Linked DNA regions of Zea mays: region 2 is linked to region 1. Evidence: chromatin contacts called from public Hi-C data. All regions are on one chromosome and are shown on one strand. The core of a region is the stretch at or near the end of the contact, and the rest is flanking DNA. Distances in the headings are between cores, read along the strand shown. Region 1 holds the start of LOC100217046. Region 2 has its middle 73 kb from the start of LOC100277777.

Region 1 (5,148 bases), core at 932-3,431:
TAGTGGGCTTATCGCCGGTCTCCATCTCCTTCTTGGCGTGATCTCCCGACATCACTTCGAGCGGTTAGGCTCTAATGAAGAACCGGGCTCTGATACCAATTGATAGTCGCCTAGAGGGGGGGGGGGGTGAATAGGGCGAAACTGAAATTTACAAAAATAATCACAACTACAAGCCGGGTTAGCGTTAGAAATATAAACGAGTCCGCGAGAGAGGGCGCAAAACAAATCGTAAGCAAATAAGAGTGTGACACGCGGATTTGTTTTACCGAGGTTCGGTTCTCGCAAACCTACTCCCCGTTGAGGAGGCCACTAAGGCCGGGTCTTTTTCAACCCTTTCCCTCTCTCAAACGATCCCACGGATCGAGTGAGCTTTCTCTTCTTCTCAATCAACCGGGAACAAAACTTCCCCGCAAGGGCCACCACACAATTGGTGCCTCTTGCCTTGGTTACAATTGAGTATGATCACAAGAATAAATGAGAAAGAAAAGAATGCGATCCAAGCGCAAGAGCTCGAAAGAACACAAGCAAATCACTCTCGCTAGTCACTAAGGGCTTGAGTGGAATTGGAGAGGATTTGATCTATTTGGTGTGTCTAGATTTGAATGCTAGAGCTCTTGTAGTAGTTGAGAAGTGGAAAACTTGGATGGCAATGAATGTGGGATGGTTGGGGTATTTATAGCCCCAACCACCAAAAGTGACCGTTGCTGGCAGCCTCTGTTCGATGGCGCACCGGACAGTCCGGTGCCTCTGCCACGTCACCATTGCCGTTGGATTCTGACCGTTGAAGCTTCTGACTTGTGGGCCCGCCGAGGTGTCCGGTGCACACCGGACATGCACTGTTTGATGTCCGGTGCACCGGTATGGGCAGCCCTGACGTCTGCGCGCGCTGCGCGCGCATTTAATGCTCCGCAGGGAGCCGTTGGCGCCGCAGAGAGCCGTTGCTCCGCTGGCACACCGGACAGTCCGGTGCACACCGGACAGTCCGGTGAATTATAGCGGAGCGGCTGTCGTGAAAACCCGAGGATGACGAGTTCCGGAGGCCGCGGTTCGTTGGCGCACCGGACATGTCCGGTGCACACCGGACAGTCCGGTGAATTATAGCGCGCCGGCCTCCGCGAATTCCCGAGGGCGAAGGGTTGAAGTCGAAGTCCTCTGGCGAAGGGTAGAAAACGAAGTCTACGGGCGCACCGGACACTGTCCGGTGCACACCGGACAGTCCGGTGCCTCCAGCCAGAGGTGCCCTCGGTTGCCTTATTGCTCCTTTGTTGAATCCAACACTTGGTCTTTTTATTGGCTAGATGTGAACCTTTTGCACCTGTATAACTTATACACTAGAGCAAACTAGTCAGTCCAATATTTGTGTTGAGCAATTCAACCACCAAAATTATTTAGGAACTAGGTGTAAGCCTAATTCCCTTTCAAATTGCAACACAGAAAAAACAGCCAAGTTGAGTTTCTCTCCGTACTTCTCCCCCCAATATTTATAATATTTTGCAATCATTCTCTTGTCCATTTCAGCACATAAGTTGTCTTCGCTACGACACCACTCTCGCAATAAAACCAAAACATCAGCAATCTCGTGGAAGTAAGAATGTGAGGTTGGTTTACTTGTGACTGAAACACGAAGGGTAAGTTCATAGAAGTGCTCTAGGAATTCAGCCATTTTTCTTGCCTTTTCCCAATCTGATTTCTCAGGAACACCGAGGCCATTTTCACCTTCTAAATCTAGCCTATAGTATGGATCTTCATCACTATACCTTTCAAATGCCTTTTCATATTGTTGTGCAATATTTAGCATAAGGTATGTTGAATTCCACCTAGTGCAAACATCAAGGGTTAAAAATGCTTTGGTCTGTACTTTTGCTAATTCAGCACATTTCTTAAATTTGACTCCAGGCACAGTCATACTCCGAACAGATTGATAGGATACTCGCATCGCATTCCGTCACGCCTCCTCTAATCCACGGCCTCCCTGAGTGCGTCAGCGCCTCAAACGGTCTATCTTCCTAACGGCCCATTTCTCTATGTTGCGGAAATAACCGCAGCTGGGAGCCCCGCGATCGGCCCATTCTGAATTGGTCCACTTCTTCCGCCACACCCGAAATCAACGAGCATCTTCAGACTAGTCTAGCAAGCTAGCTCCTCACGGAACCTGCGCTCCGATCCGCCACCTCTCTTATCTGAAAACCTCCAGAGTCCAGCCTCCCTTCCGATTCCACCTCCAAGCTCCCAGTCCCAGCCATGGCGTCTCATGATCATCACCACTCCCACTCCCACGACGACCACCACCACCATTCCCACGGGTGCGCGCGCGCGTGCCATCGCTCCTAGAATTCCGCGATCTCGGTCGCTGTCTGCACATCTGACTCGACGCGCTCTTGGTGTGGCATTTAATTTGCTGCGCTTTCAGGGACGGCGGTGGCCATGCGGCTGGGGGATCGTGGGTAGGGGAGGACGGACGCGTGTGGCACTCCCACGACGGCCTCGCGCCCCACTCCCACGAGCCCATCTACTCCCCCGGCGACTTCACCAAGCGCGCGCCGCCGCTCGCCTCGCGCGACTTCGCTGACCGCGCCTTCACCGTCGGCATTGGCGGCCCCGTAGGCACCGGGTGAGCTCGGATGCTTTCTACTACTTGCTTTTACTCCTTCCAAATTCCAATCTCTGGTAGGCTGGTAGCCTACATTTACATCTCATAATTCCGGTGCGGTTACTTGGCGGAAGATGTGAAATTGTGGCGGCCGGAGAGAGACGCGCCTCCACGACATCTGTGTGAAGTTTCTTTCGTAATTCCTACTTGCACCGGTGCAAATTGCAGCTTAATCTGGGGTTAGGTTTGTTCTTGATGGAGGCTTCTGGACATCGATGGGATCTTTGTCGATAAAGCGCTTGCTTGTGCTGATTCATACCCTTTCGTTGGTTTTGTTCCTGAAGCTCCGTCCTGACATTTGGAGTGGTTAGTTGATATGATTAATTTGGAACATTGCATGTACGCATAATCATCCTGTAGATTAGTAGCCTGAATAACATTCTACTACTGAAACCAATAAACTTCATTGTCTGTGCATTGACCAGCACCAGCTACACTTTCAGTTATATGGATCCTGACACTTTTTTGAACATTTTTTTCCTTATTCAGGAAAACTGCCCTCATGCTAGCATTGTGCAGATTTCTACGCGACAAGTATAGTCTTGCAGCTGTACGTGGCACTCTGCCCTCTTATTCTTCTACAGAAGCGATCTGGTTTCCTCACCGAACTGAAAATGCAATGCTACATAAGATTTTCTGCATGCCTGGTCATATAGTTTCGAGATATTCACCTATAACCCAGTGCTTCAGTTTTGCTTCTCATCTTCAGACTTTTCACTTGTAAAATAAAGCAGGTTTTATTTGTCATATTTCTGATAATTCAACTTAAACCAAAGCGTCTTTCACTTTCTTAATCAGTGATTTTACCTGTGCGATGCACTGATATAGAAATAAAGTAGTTTTTCTTCTTGCGAAAATTTCCAGAACATAGAATATCTACAATGAGCCTTTTCTATTTGTTCTCTTCACATTCAGGTCACAAATGATATATTCACAAAAGAAGATGGAGAATTCTTAATTAAACATGGAGCGCTCCCTGAAGAACGTATACGTGCAGTGGAAACTGGAGGCTGCCCTCATGCGGCTATTCGCGAAGACATCAGCATAAATCTTGGTCCTCTGGAGGAGCTATCGAACTTGTACAAAGCTGATTTGCTACTCTGTGAATCTGGAGGAGGTATATTTTTTTACTTGATCCAAAATAAATGTAGGTCATTTCTATTGTTATGCATGTTAGAATCTACGCCGGAGAGACAACCCTGCAGGTTGCCGGCGAGCTCCTACCTCCCAGGTAAGTTTCTCCAGGTATGAGAAACCTCACTGGTACTCACACGCACGCGAACACTTTAGAGAGAAACACAGCAGATTTGGTGGCGTCCTATTGACGCCTTTTCTTAGCCTCTAAGGCCATATATTTATAGACTATCATAAGGAAACAAACTAGCTATTACAAGGGAATAATCCAGACTGCTATCAGTCCTGATCTTGCTGATTGGATCCGTCAATATAAGACTGATCCACTACCATACTTGCTATTTCCTAAAACAGAATAAGTAAACTAGCACCAATCAAGGATTACTTTCCTAACAATGCATATATCCGTATCAACCTACAGAATGTTTTTACTGGATCTAAACTCAATCTAGGTCATTCCTATTGTCATTGATATATCTGTGCAAAGTGCAAACCTACATACCCATCTAAACATTATTTCAGAGTAATAGTTTCTACATGGATCATGTTGCTTCTATGGCTGTCTCATGTTTGATACTGGACATTAGAATATGCTCCTTTCAAGTTCTTGCGTAAAAGAAAATTTTGCATTCTGATTCTACTGTTTTTTTTGGAGCATCATGTTAGCTGAAACCTCAGGTGTCCTGAATATGTCAAGCATCCCTCTGGTTCTGAAAAATTTCAACAATCCAGCATTAAAGAGTGCCATTTGTGCCTTTTCCATGCAGATAACTTGGCAGCTAACTTCAGCAGAGAATTAGCAGACTACATAATCTACATTATCGATGTCTCTGGTGGGGACAAGATACCAAGAAAAGGTGGCCCTGGGATAACCCAGGCCGATCTGTTGGTGCGTCGTGCTGTATTCACCAGCATCATCTATAACCTTGTGCACTTAACTTCATTTGTAGCTCTGCAAACTTATTTTGACTTTTGCACACTGGTCATATTTTATTGGCCGGCATAAAATGTCTGAGTTTCTGAACTCAGGTAATAAACAAGACAGACCTAGCACCTGCTGTTGGAGCTGATCTGTCTGTAATGGAGCGAGACGCACTTCGCATGCGCGAAGGAGGGCCCTTTGTGTTTGCACAGGTTCAAGATCAAACTATGCACATCTTTAGTTTTTTTTTCCTCGTGACTTTGTGCTAGTTGAGAGGAGAACAAGGTTTACATGTTCAAGGACATTTTACTTCCACTGAAATCAGTGATGATGGCATCTTTATATAATTATGCAGGTGAAACATGGAGTGGGCGTGGAGGGGATCGTGAACCATATTCTGCAGGCGTGGGAGATCGCGACTGGTAATAAGCGGCGATAAGAT
Region 2 (5,148 bases), core at 1,623-4,122, 80 kb after region 1:
TAAGGTAAGAACCTGGGATATAGAAAGCTCGTTTTTTCAGAGCTATTCTTGTAATCCTTCAGAAGTTGAGGATGGTACTGCAGTATCTCCAGGAATATAAGTTCCTTGACGTCCTCTTCGGTAAACTTTTCTTCAAACTCAAATTCCATTTTCGGAATTGGCTGACAGGATGGTTCCCTCTCCACTTCCCCAATGCCTTCAAAATAGGGATCGGCCAACGCCTGGTCATGTATACAGCACAATTATTGTTGTTAGAATATAATCCTGCAAATCAACCCAAATAACCGCAGCGCAAACATAAAACCTATGTTTCATTATGACACACCTACCTCTTCAGCCGTTGGTCGGTCCTTAGGATCAAATGCTAGAAGCCTTTGTAAGAGCTTGAGAGCCGAAGGATCTGCACCAGGGAACTTCTCTGAAAAGGGTATTGGTTGTTTCCTCATGCAGCTCAGAAACTTCCTTGCTTTCTCATTTTGAATCTGTGGACAGAAGAACAAAAACATTCAGGATTTACCATATATGCCCGATACGGAACGTGACCCAATATTACCAAAAATAATAAAATCATACCTGTGAAATAGTATCTGTTGATGGTGTGCCCAGGAGATTAGTCATCAAAGTGAACTGGTGAAACACATTTTTACCAGGGAATAAGGGCTCCCCAGTCAAAATCTCTGCAAAAATGCAGCCAATGCTCCACATATCAATAGCCGGTGAATACTGCACAAGAGAAACAACTTAGTAATTAATATTGTCAGGATAACTTAGGCATTTCAAACTAAACATTGAAGGCGAAGGAAACAAAAAATAGACCAATAAGACTTGACAAAACAACAGTATGAAGAAAAAAATGAGTACCTTGCTGAAGAAAGATCCACATAGCTCAGGAGCCCTGTACCATCTAGTAGCAATGTAGTCCTGCAATCGTTTTAGGGCAGACATTGGGCTTAAGTTCGAAGTAGGATCCTTTGATGCCGAACACACTAAGTCAATAATGTTGCTCGTAACGCATAAGAGGCTTCAATAAAATATGATACTGTGAATCTCACAATAGTAGCACTGTAAAAATAACATACCGTGCAGAAAACTGTGGTTGGAGAGTCATCAAACGCGACCCTTGCTAGCCCAAAGTCACATATTTTGAGTTTGCAGTCAGCATTTAATAATATATTTTTTGGCTTTAAATCCCAATGATAAACATTAGCTGCAGAAAAACAAGCCAGTCAAGCATTAGCTCGTAGCCACTCTGTGATAGGTGTCAAGTAAATGCATGTAACATACTGGACCGTTTGGATCTGAGGAATTGAAATTTACTTCATAAAGTAGTCTATTTAGCTTGGAATATGATATTCCATCACTTTCCAAAGCTTAGATATAAGCTATCTTAAATTCATGGTGTGCAGAATGTAAAATGATTTTTTGTTTTAGCGGAATATGTTAAGACCCTAAAACTTATAAGACGGTCTTCGACTCACTTCTCTATAGTAAAAAAAATGTAGCACATAAATATCTCTCACATATTGTTAATAATAGTATACAAATATATTTAGCATAAAATCATATTAGCTTAATTGATATTTGCCTAAATTGCTATTATTAGAATGTAATTAAATTAGAAGAAACCAAACGGGGCATAAGTGAAATCAGCGCTAGCAGAATTTAAATAAGGATTTAAACAAAAGAAACGAAAAAGATCTGATAGTAATTATCTAAGGTACACGTACACTTTCATCTAATAGGCACAGGGGATGTCAATAAATTTCATCCCCCCTTAGAACATAAAGAAAGCAGCACATCACACCGTCAATGTGCATTGATCAGAAGACCTTTGAGGCTGAGATAAGGAAATCGTTAGAGGCGTGTGCGTACCAGCATGCATATACTTCAACGCACGCAGCATCTGATAGAGAAAGTACTGGTGGTGCTCTGTCGTCAGGTCAGGGTTAGCCTTGATAACCTGGTGAAGGTCGGCCTCCATCAATTCAAACACGACATAAATGTCTTTGTAGTCCCTCCTAGCCGGAGGCAACATGACATGCTTGATCTCGACAATGTCAGGGTGTCGTAACAGCCGGAGCAGCTTGATCTCCCGGAGGGTCCTGGCGGCGTCGGACAGGTCATCGAAGACGCCTCCTATTTTCTTGATCGCGACCTTCTCGCCGGTGCGCCGGTCAATAGCTGAGCAAACGACCCCGTAGCTGCCTCTGCCGATGATCTCTTGGGGTATGTATCTGTCGGCGTCGCTGAAGGACTCCATGTCTGGTGGGTTCTGCGAGTTTTGGTAGATGGGGACGGTAAGAGATCACCGATGGTAATGATAACTAGGCAGCAGTCGGCTCGTAGGATTTATATATACGTAGTAGTCCGTAGTAGTCCGTCCACAAAATGAAGGAAATAAATAAATACTCCTGCGGCTTGGATTAGGAAGATTGGATAAACATACATACCCAAGTCACGCGAATCCAATACCAGCGTCGCGTGGTACTCCTGCCGCGTATATCGGTTGGCGTCAAAACAACAACCGTATTTTTCGGGGATCTGAAACTGAAAACCTAGTAGCTTGCTTCGGACTCTGGGGAGGACTAACAACTCGTATCTCTTAATCTCTATCGCGCTGCAAGCAAGCAACTCAGGATCAAAACCCAAATCCATCCTTTCCTGCCGATGCCAAAATCCGGAGAGGCCGCATCCTTATCCAGCCAGTCGTCCCATACGAGCGTTGTCGATGGCACCAACACCGGGCGGCAGAGAAGAGATAAGAAGCAACCTTTCCACGCTCTGGAACCGACCTCCCCGCCTTCTTCCTCTGCTCCGCCTGCGCCAGCGCGCCGGCATTGACCTCCGGCATCGCCAACCCCTGTCGCCCCAATCCGCAGGCAAGGAGGGGGAGAAGAGTGGGCGGCGGAGGAGCAGAGGCGGCGTCCCCTTGGGTTACTTGGGGCTTGGGGCTGTTTGTTTCAGCTTTTTTCTGACCAGATTTTTTGAAAATCTGGCTGTAGGGAGAATCTGACTGTGGAGAGAATCTGAGTATCATTACGATTACGTGTGGGGGAAGACAAAGTTGTTCATAGGACTCAAGATCTAGAAAGTGACGGATTCCTACTATTACAACGACTCAACCGATTATGTGTTTATGTTGATTTTGAATGGTTTTTGTTCCAACGAATTTTATAGAAGCTGGCTCAAAAGCTGAGCGTTTGGTAGTCCGCAGCAGCTTTTGATGGCCAGAAGCTGTCAGAAGCCGAAACAAACAGGGCCAATATGTGCGCGGTGCAGCAGGGTGGCGTGGGTGTGTGCGCGCGTGAAACAAGTCGAGGGAGATGCGCGTGGACGGTCCTGCCCTTGCCCTCTCCGGCGACGGCGAGCGGCTGAACTGCGGCGATGGCGCGCGCCGTTAGGCGAATATTTCATCATGGTCAGCGAGATTCTCTACTTTATTCAACAATTCTCCGCGGTCACAATTACTCTATATATCTACCCTATACCCCACACTATTCTATCCCCTCCCAGCCCCCACCGCGCCTGCCACTGTGCCCGGGCCCACCTCCACCGCGCCTGCCTACCACTGTGTACGTTGTGCCATGCAAAGAAGATGAGAGAGACTATAGAGTTGGGCGGAAGAGTGCGCTAGATTTAGAGTTTTCCCAGCTACTGTTGCATTTAGCGTCGGGCTGAAGTTTCCCCGCTGCAGCACATTTGTTGACTCTATACCTTTAGAGTTGTGTTTACCGTCCGTGGCTGCGGACAGCCTTAGTCTCGACCTCTCGGTGACAATTGCATACTTCGCAGTTGGCACTTGGCACTATAGCCAACAACTAATGCGTAATCATATCATTTGTGTGTATCACATTTAACGCTTACATCCACCATAATCTCGGGTAGATTTTAAAAAAACCTAACCAATCATAATTATGTCTACAGTTAGTGGACTAAGAGACTCGTTTGTATACTTGCACATAAGACCTGATTGCACATAAGAAGCTAAGCTAAAAACAGTTTTTAATTGTTTAATTACGTCATATCCTTATTGGTTTCATGTAATTTATATCTATTGCCCCGTTTTTAAAACTAAAGGAAAGGTATGTTAGTAATTATGTGTTGGGGGCCTTCGGCTTCCGAAGGTCCTCAAAAACATGATTTGACAATGTTTTCCAAGTGAAATATGTGAACAGGTATCTTCAGAATCGGGTTATGAGTATACAAGAGTACGGTCAGGACGAAGCTTGAGTGAGACGGAAGGCGATTATGACGAAGGATAAGATGATCACGAAGCTACGACATGACAGCAGAAAAGGGGAACCGACTTAAAGATGAAAAGGCAAATTAGACCCCGAAGAATTACTATAGAGTTATTGATAAATGTAAAGGGCATTAATGTAATTCTACACGGGCCGCGTCCCTTGCCTATAAATAGATGAACAGTACTCCCGTACTGTTCACGCTGACTTGGCATTCGCTTTTCGCATTACGCCTGTACCTTTATTTTCCGTCAATCCGAAGGTACATGTATAATTTGTTATTATGAATATGATAGTGCAAATAAAAATAAGTTGATAATAATATTTATATTATTGTTTGTATTTCTTATACGAATTCTTTCTTATCATTTATCGAGTTTACGAAGGTCTCTTTCTTCATAACCTTCGTCCGAAATTCATTATGTCCGAAGGGATATAAAGTCTTGAAGGACGAAGGACCTTTATATTTAACACTTTTTATGTTGCCTTGTTCTTAACTCTTAGCATTTGAGAAAAGTCCCTAACATTGGCGCCCACCTCCGGTGAACTCACGTACATTTTTTGAGTTTTGAACACCTTCGGCAAGCATCACCTTCGTCATGCCACCGAAGAAAGTTTCAGCAACAGGGGCTGCCACTCTGCAGCCGCTGGACCCCAATCAGGATGTCCTTTCTCTTAGGGAGGCCCGAAGCCAGAAGAGGAAGGCCACCAGTCCAACGCCTCCGGAGGACGACTTGGATCAAGAAATCCAAAACTTGGAGATGCTCCATCAACAGGTCCAACGAAAGAAGGAAAAGATGGCTCGTCTAGCTGACCTACAAAGGCAGATAGACGAAGCCTCTGAAGAAGTTCGTCATCTTGCTCAAGATGACCAGAACCGAAGGCCTCCGCGCAGAGAGCTTCATCA

The links. Hi-C and Micro-C count contacts between places; a contact is called where the count stands out from the background.
Region 2: a Hi-C map of endosperm shows a contact between it and region 1, with 6 times the contacts expected there. The contact joins the enhancer-like site here to the promoter of LOC100217046 in region 1. A contact is called at or near these places in 16 of 25 Hi-C or Micro-C datasets (bundle sheath, ear, endosperm and 5 more) and 1 of 3 datasets of contacts at active chromatin or transcription factors (leaf).

What each region holds. Positions count from the first base shown.
Region 1 is chr8:71,803,582-71,808,729 of Zm-B73-REFERENCE-NAM-5.0, forward strand. LOC100217046 reads left to right here and starts at 2,182. Exons shown (of 8, transcript NM_001143418.1): 1 at 2,182-2,303; 2 at 2,411-2,611; 3 at 2,819-2,956; 4 at 3,140-3,200; 5 at 3,566-3,881; 6 at 4,552-4,673; 7 at 4,814-4,918; 8 at 5,062-5,148. The coding sequence starts at 3,153. The coding sequence ends at 5,145.
Region 2 is chr8:71,882,694-71,887,841 of Zm-B73-REFERENCE-NAM-5.0, forward strand. It overlaps the pseudogene LOC103635340. Among protein-coding and RNA genes, the nearest start is that of LOC100277777, 73 kb to the left of the region's middle. Within about 2 kb of position 2,873, at least 5 of the 20 cell types and tissues checked have an H3K27ac peak or open chromatin away from gene starts, as enhancers often do. A contact at or near this core is called in endosperm and root tip, where this site is marked.